Regions from separate parts of the Sus scrofa genome. Here region 2 is linked to region 1. The links are chromatin contacts, called in public targeted proximity ligation maps. All regions are on one chromosome and are shown on one strand. The core of a region is the stretch at or near the end of the contact, and the rest is flanking DNA. Distances in the headings are between cores, read along the strand shown.

What was found.
Region 2: a targeted proximity ligation map of alveolar macrophages shows a contact between it and region 1. A contact is called at or near these places in 1 of 47 Hi-C or Micro-C datasets (embryonic fibroblasts) and 1 of 2 datasets of targeted methods (alveolar macrophages).

Annotation. Positions count from the first base shown.
Region 1 is chr5:59,777,104-59,781,564 of Sscrofa11.1, forward strand. All of the region lies in intron 3 of GPR19 (probable G-protein coupled receptor 19), which reads left to right. Among named protein-coding and RNA genes, the nearest start is that of GPR19, 30 kb to the left of the region's middle.
Region 2 is chr5:60,042,456-60,046,498 of Sscrofa11.1, forward strand. All of the region lies in intron 2 of BORCS5 (a long non-coding RNA gene), which reads right to left. Among named protein-coding and RNA genes, the nearest start is that of BORCS5, 28 kb to the right of the region's middle.

The DNA of each region.
Region 1 (4,461 bases), core at 1,363-3,862:
ACTACTTATTTTTTTCCCCTATTTTTTAAAGTTTTATTGAGGTATAGTTGGTTTACAATGTTGTGATCATTTCTGCTGTACAACAAAGTGGTTCATTTATACATGTACACATATCTATTCTCTTTCAGATTCTTTCCCCACATAGATGATCAAATATTGGGTAGGACTAGACCACTTCTTGCAAGGAATCTTTAGTAAGAGATTGTTGGCACATCCAGGGTAGTTATTGAGGATGACTTGGCTGGCCTGAGGTACCATTCTTCTCTCCTTCAGAGACCCAGAATACTGACCTTGGACAGTGAAGGCTCACAGAGCTGGGCCCCAGCAACCCCAAACAGCTTCCCTCTACTTCCATCAGAATCTCTCAGAATGAGCTCTCCACCACGTGAAAGGGGTGGCTTACAACTTAAATGAATGCGTATTGCTTGTCACAATGTCTGCCTATCAGTTTTAGTTCATGGAGCAAAAATGACCTTAGAAATCCTCTAGGCCAGCTCATTCATATTGTAGACATGGAAACGGAGGTTCAGGGAAACTGGTGTAAAAATAAGGCTTCAGTCTCTTGATTTACTGTTCAGTGCTTCTAATCAGAACTAAGGGTTCTCAGCCTCCAGTCTAGCATTTAAGGTAAAGTAGAAAGTACTATGTTTTTTAAGCTTCTGTGGCTTGCTAATGTTCTAGATGCCAGTGGGGTAGTGGAAGGTGATAGAGTGGCTGGTATGAGTTTTATTTTTCCCATTCATTATGTAACAAATGCTATGTTGATTAGTCTCTATTGCTGCTGTCACAAATTAACACAAATTTAGTGGCTTAAGAGAACAGCGTTTATGACATCACAGTTCTGCAGGTCAGAAGTTTGGATGGGCCTGGCCAGTTTCTCTGCTTAGTCTCACATGGCTGAATTCCAGGTGTTGGCCAACTGTGCTCCTTTTTAGAGGCTCCAGGGATGATTCCCTTCCAAGATCATTGCGGTGGTAGGCAGAATCCAGTGCCTTGTGCTAGTAGGACCAACATCACATTTCCTTTTTTTTTTTTTTTTTTTTTTAACATTTTTTTCTAGTGAGCTTTCTATTTATTTATTTTTTTTTGTCTTTTTGCCTTTTCTAGGGCTGCTCCTGTGGCATATGGAGATTCCCAGGCAAGGGGTCGAATCGGAGCTGTAGCTTCCGGCCTAAATCAGAGCCATAGCAACGCAGGATCCGAGCCGCATCTGCAACCTACACCACAGCTCAGGGCAACGCCGGATCCTTAACCCACTGAGCAAGGCCAGGGATCGAACCCGTCACCTCATGGTTCCTAGTCAGATTCGTTAACCACTGAGCCACGATGGGAACTCCCAACATCACGTTTCCTTGAGGGCTCTCAGCTTGGGGCCATCTGTAACTTCCAGAGCCCTCTCCCTGGTTCTTGCATTGTAGCCCTACATCTGAGCCAGCCACAGCCTGCCGATTCCTTCTCATGCTTGGAATCTCTCTTTCTCTCTTCTGTCACATCTCTCTGCCATCAGCCAAGAAAGTTCCGTCTTTATAAGGGCTTATTAGTTTGGGCCCACCTGGATAATCCAGGATAATCTTTTCATTTTAAGTTCTATAACTTTAGTTATATCTGCAGAGTCCCCTTTGGCTATATAACACAACATATTACCAGGTTACAGGAATTGGACACTTTGGGGGGTTGTTCTGCCTTCTACACACGCTGTTTCTTTTAAATAGTGGCAAGGCTCTGTTGTACTAGGATAATGGAAATGTCAGTGACAAACATTTCTGGGACTGTCTTCTTCCTTTTCCTAGGTCCTTGGGCTCTTAACACACAGTGAAGTGTATGGGCTGGTCCCTCTAGACTTGGATCCCCTCTGATTATAGCAGAGATGTAGTTATGGTCTGAGCTCGTGTGTGTCCTTGAAGGCTGGTGGAGCTGTTGCTTAAGCTCCCCCCCCCCATCATTGTCCTCTCTTCTAGCTGGGGAGCTCTATTCCTTGGACCCACCTCCCTAGCTGCCTGCCTCCATCACCACCTGTCCCTTCCCTGTAGCACAGTGAGGAAGTTAGGCAAGGGTCCCAGGACTACCTTTTTTTTTTTTTTTTTTTTTAAAGTGCTTTATTTACATACTGTAACAGACTCATTTTAAGGGTACTACTCAGTGACATTTGGTACGTTTACAGAGTTGTACAACCATCACATAATCAATTTCAGAACATTTTCATCATCCTTCAAAGATCCCTTGTGCTCATCCAGTACTACCCTTTACATGGTTCCAGGGGGCACAGCTGCATTCCTGGTTCAGAGGTCCTTGTTTCTCCCTCCTCCTCTCTACAGAAATCCCCTCAGAGAACCCAGCTTCCAGGAAACAAAAGCCAAGGCAACAGGTTTGTCTCAGGCTCAGTGAGGCAGCTATCCTCTAAGACAAGGCAGCACTGAGGGTCTGGATTCATTCTCAGAAGGATATAGGGCAAAAATCCCAGCAGGGAGCACAGTGCAGGCACATCAGTATGTCAGCCGTGTATCCTGATTGTACCAGGCTGTGGAGTCTTCCAGCTGCAATGGCAGCAGAGCAGTGATCTGCAGGGGAGTGAGTCAGACCTTTCTTTCTCCACTAAGCAGAAAGAAAGCGTTCTTTGCTCCCAGCTTAAATGACCCAATGGGCACAAGGTGAGGAGTCTGAAGGGAGAAAAGAGGAACCAGCCTGGGGTGCCAGAATGAAAGGAAGTTCCCAGAGGACCTTTGTCCCTTTGGGCCCCACCTACTCCTTTTTGTCTCTTCCCTGCCCCCACGGATAGGTTCTTTTGACTATAAAGGATTCCAAGTCACCTTAAGGACAATAACCTATCACAAGAGCAGTCCTAACGCCAGGCCTCAAGGAGCCTGCAACATTGTTCAGGCTCTGGAAGGAGTTTGGGAATCCAGGCACTTTGATGACCAGATTTCCTTATCCTGTCATTATCTGCAGCAGGAGTCTCAATGAGTCTATCATTGATGACCCTATGCTTCTCTGTCCCTGCTGCTGCTGCGTCCATGGCTTCCCCAGCCCCCAAGCCCCAGAGAGGGGCCTCCTGCCAAGCTCTCTTATAACAGCCTGCTCTTTTCTTTTGTAGGACTCATTAGAGCTTACTGTCTATTTATGCTTGCTTCTTACTCTCCTCTCCACTCCTCCACAGCTAATTAGACTCTCATCATTGTGCAGGTAGGGACACAGTTTTGTTTGCCATTGTATATCCAGTTTTTAGCACAGAATGTTTTGGCACGTAGTATGATCTTAAAATATATTTATGGGACAATGAATGATTGAAAATGGGCAAAGATGGGAGTTCCCATTGTGGTTCAGCAGTAACGAACACAATTAGAATCCCTGAGGACGTGGGTTCTATCCCTGGCCTCACTCAGTGGGTTAAGGATCTGGTGTTGCTGTGAGCTGCGGTATAGGTCATAGACCTGGCTCAGATCTAGCGTTGCTGTGGCTGGGGTATAGGCCAGCAGCCGTAGCACCAATTTGACCCCTAGCTTGGGAACTTCCATATGTGGCCCTAAAAAGATAAAGGAAGGAAGAAAGGGAGTAGGAAAAGGAAAGGAAGGAAGAAAAAGAAAGAAAAGAAAGAAAGGAAGGAAAGAAGAAAGAAAGAAAGAAAGAAAGAAAGAAAGAAAGAAAGAAAGAAAGAAAGAAAGAAAGAAAGAAAGAAAAAAGAAAATGGACAAAGAATCAAAGAATCTGAAGGGATGTTTCTCCAAATGTATATATCCAACTGCCAACTGGGTCGCTCTCCTTGGATATCTAATAGGAATTGAACTCATCCAAAATAGAATTGTTGATTTCTAGCTCCTCAAACTTTTTCTTTCTGCATCTCAGACCCTCAAACCTAGGAGCCATCCCCATCCCTTAATCCCATCACACCTCAGCAAATCTTATTGGCTCTGTCTCCAAAATTTTTTTCTTTTCTTTTCCTTTTTTTTTTTTTTTTTTTTTTTTTTGCCGGACTAGGGATCAAATCGGAGCTGCAGCTTCTGGCCTACACCATAGCCATAGCAACTTGGGATCTGAGCTGCGTCTGCGACCTACACCACAGCTCCCAGCAACACCAGATCGCCAACCCACTGAGCAAGGCCAGGGATCAAACCTTTGTCCTCATGGATACTACTCAGGTTCGTTACCACTGAGCCACAATGGGAGCTCCTAATAATTTTTGTTTAGCTGTGTAATATTGTTTCTCCCACTAGAGGAAAGCTCCATAAAAGCAGAGACTTTGTCTAGTTAACTTTTTTTTTGGCCACACCCACAGCATGTGGAAGTTCCTGGGCCAGGGATCAAATCTGTGCACAGCAGCGATTTGAGCTGCTGCAGTGATAATGGTATATCCTTAACCTGCTGTGCTATAAGAGAACTCCAGTTATTGTCTGAATCTCTAGCAGTTATCACAATCCTGGCTCATACTAGATAAAAAATACTGGATAAATGTGTGATTAAGGATAA
Region 2 (4,043 bases), core at 721-3,220, 260 kb after region 1:
TCGGCCTAGAATTCAAGACACAGGCACAAAGTGGCTGATGGGATAGAAAGACTTCTTGAGATCTTCACGTCAAGTTGAGGAGCTCAGACCTGAACCTGGCAAGCAGTATGGAGCAACCCAAGACTCTGAGCAGAAATCACATGACATGAGCTAGGCTTCCAAAAAGACTCTGGCAGAGGTATGCATGATTAACTAGAATTTTTAAATGTTCATTTAAAATGTATTTGTCTGTATATGGGACTAGGGAGAAAAAAAAACCTGACTAGGGACAGTTAGTATCGTCCTACAGACTTTCTATTTGAACTCACATTTGTCTCAGCAACCTGTGCTCTGTCCCCATGTTGGAACAAGCAAGAGTCAGTGAGAGTTACCAAAGCCAAAGGAGGGATAAAACAAAGCCAAAATAAAGAGGCACTAGAACTGTTATCTTCTTGCCAGAATTGACTGCAAGTTGGAGGAGTGTTGGCTTCAACTTGCTAAAAGAATGGCTTAGTTGTCTAACCAAAGGGAGTTATGCTCATTTATCTGCGAACATTTATTTCATTTCCATCTCACACTTTTAATGTGTGGGGCTGCCTTGATATTGTGTTTCCATCTCTTCCAGTATATTGGCAGGAAATGGAAAGAACAGCAGAAAGATAAAGCCCATCTGGCCATAATGTTAATGTTAGCTTTCCTCTGGTCCCCTGACCAGACTTCCAAATGACTCTTACCTTTTCTTATATGTGCCCCTTATGAGTCTGGTTTCCTTCCCATAATTACTCATGCCTTGTCCTACTTTTCCTTATTGCATTACTATGGAACATTGCCTGTTACAGTGGTTTTACTAATATGCTTATCTACTACTGCTCAGTAACCACATCCAAAGAAAACAGTGGATGTCATGATGACATTTATTTTATCTTTAGTTACAGATATATTTATTTTGCTTTTGAATATTAACTATCCCTGGCTAGCAGTTCCTCTTTGCTCATTTCTTGCACTCTAAATTAGCAGTATCCAGGACACTACTAGTTTATTTAGGTTTAGGGCAGGTTTTTTGATTTTCGTTTTTGGTTTGCTTTTTTTTAGGGCCAAATCCACGGCATATGGAAGTTCCTAGGCTAGGGGTCAAATCGGAGCTGTAGCTGATGGCCTACACCATAGCCACAGCAACGCTAGATCCCCGAGCTGCGTCTGCAACCTACAACTCAGCTCACGGCAGCACGGATTCTTAATCCACTGAGGGAGGCCAGGGATCGAACCCGCATCCTCATGAATACTTGTCGGGTTTGCTACCGCTAAGCCACGATGGAACTCTCTAGGGCAGGTTTTAAAAAAAGTTTTTCCTCTCCCCTCAATGTTGCAATTTTCTCTCTGATGACTGCCACTCTGTTTGGAAGTGTGGTCCACAATGTCATCTAAAGCCTTAGGAAAAAACCAACTCGACATTTTATATAAGTACTGTAGCAATAAAAACACGTACACAGAGTTATACATAGGATACCATAATAAATATTGCATCCATGACATCTGATAAAACATGATACTAATAAAAAGATACCAAAATAAGTCTTAATACCTATTATAGTACTGAACTTCACCTTTTGCTAATTATATATAAGGTGGCAATCTCCTTACCCCCCAAAACACAAAACAGAAATTAGAAAGTAAAAAATATTCTTAACAGATGGCAAGAGTTCTGTGTCTGCTGACTCTAATAGGGCCTGAGCTCTTCTCTCGCTCTCTGATCTCAGTCCTGTCCTGTTAAGCGTTTTTCAGTGACGTGAATGAGGTCACTCAAAGTATGTTAATCATGGGGGTCCAAAAATAGCCTGAAGAAGTTAGAAACACTGGCTACAGCTGACATGAACTCTAAAGATGTGCAATGAAGGTCCAAAAAGCTATCTGCAGAAATACAAAATAAGGGAGGTGTGGCTTAACATCAGCGTAAGTAAAGAGGACTTTAGGATTTTTGATGATGCAATATGACTCAACTGCATGTGGCTGCCCAGACAGCTACCTCAAACTTGGGCTGTCTTAAAAGAAATACAGCATGCAGAGCAAGACAGAAGATCCAGTCCACACCTGGAATACTCTTCAGTACTAGGGGTCATGCTCTAAAAAGGGTCAAAACAGAGTATGTTTAGGTTTCAGGTCAGAGGGCTGGGTGAGACAAAATCATGTTATACGGGAACTGAAACTGTCTAAAGAAGAGTCTGTTCCACAATTTTTAAAGGTGCGGATATGACTTTTACGATCAGATTAAAAGACATTTCCATTTTGGATTAAAAAATACGTAAATAAGGCCCAGTGTTAAAGAGGATATTACGAAACTAACACATTCAGACACTGCTAGTTTTACTATGAACTGGTTTATTAAATCTTTCGGAAAACAATCCTGCCATGTGCTGTGACAGCTGTTAAACTGTTGTTACAGTGGCTTTATAGTCAAACTATGGTAGATTTGTAAGATGGAATAGTGATCAGCAACAAAAAGGAACCATATACTGATATAACCATAGGGATGAATCTCAAACGCATTACGCTAAGTGAAAGAAGCCAGACGCAAAAGGCTATAACTTAAATGATTCCATTTAAACAACATTCTGGAAAAGGCAAAACTTCAGGGATGGATCACAATAGTCAGAAGCTGAGGTGAAGGGTGAAACTGACTACAGAGTGACATAGGAGGAGCTGGGGGAAATGACAAAACTATTTTATTTCATGATGTTAGACTGGTTTCACAACTGTACAGATACATCGACACTCAGAGAACTATACTTTAAAATGGGTATATCTTACTGAATTTAAATTATTTTTTTTTAATAAGGGGAAAAAAGAGAAAATCTTGAAGGCAGCCAGAAAAAAAGAAATACATTACACACAGAGGAACAAAGAAATAAAGTTAACAATGAAGACTTTTTCTGATCAACAAAAACAAAGAATTCATTTCCGAAAGATCCATACCACAAGAAATGCAAAAGGAAGTTCTTCAGGCAAAAGGAACATGATATCAAACAGAATCCTGGATCAATATAAAGAAATGAAGATCTCCAGAAATGGTTGAAATGAAGGCAACTATGAAATACCTTTTTTCATATTTTTAATAGCTCTAAATAATGATTGTCTAAAGCAGGGGGTCAATAAAGTATGGCACAAGGGCCAAATCGCACCCACTTCCTGTTTTTGTAAGTAAAGTTATATTGGAACACAGTAACACCCATTCTTTTATGTATTGTCTATGGCTGCTTATGACAGAGTTGAGTAGTTGAGACAAAGACCAGATGGCCTAAAATACTTACTATCAGGCCCTTTACAGAAAAAATTTACCGCCCCCTGGTCTAAAACAAAAATAGCAATGTATTGTGGGTTTATAGCTTATGTAAAAGAAAAATGTATAACAACAATAGCACAAAATATGAAGAGGAAATTGGAATATAAATACCTTCCTGAGATAAAAACTTTTACACTACATGAAGTGGTGATTAATGAAAGACATGCATTGTAAACCCTAAGGCAACCACACAAAGAGTTTTGAAGATTGAAATGATATGCCAATAGTGGAGATAAAATCGGATCATAACAAGATTTGATTAATGCTAAAGTAAACACAAAAAGAAGGAAAAAGAATTAAAGAACAGCTGGCATAAACAGAAAACAGCAAGGTGTAAAAGTTCAATCCAACCATGCTGAAATTACATCGAATGTAAGAAGGTCGAAGATACTGTATAAAAGACAAGAGATTTTTCAACATGAATGAAAAAGCAAGACTCAGCTATATTCTGGTTACAAGAAACACACTTTAAATATAAACACAGATTAAAAGAACGGGCCAGATATGACCTCTTACTATAGCTAAGTAAGGTGATCAACAAAACATCTCTATAAAAAAATTCTGAAGCGTGAGAAATCGGCCAAAGGCATATAATAACCTGAGAAGCATTTATGTCTAAAAAAACAGATGAACTTGAACAAAAACAGTGGGGAACTGTGGCATTCTAACCTGGGGCTTCTCCCATCCCTCCTGCCTCAGCTGAAGTACATGTTGTGCCAGAATGGAG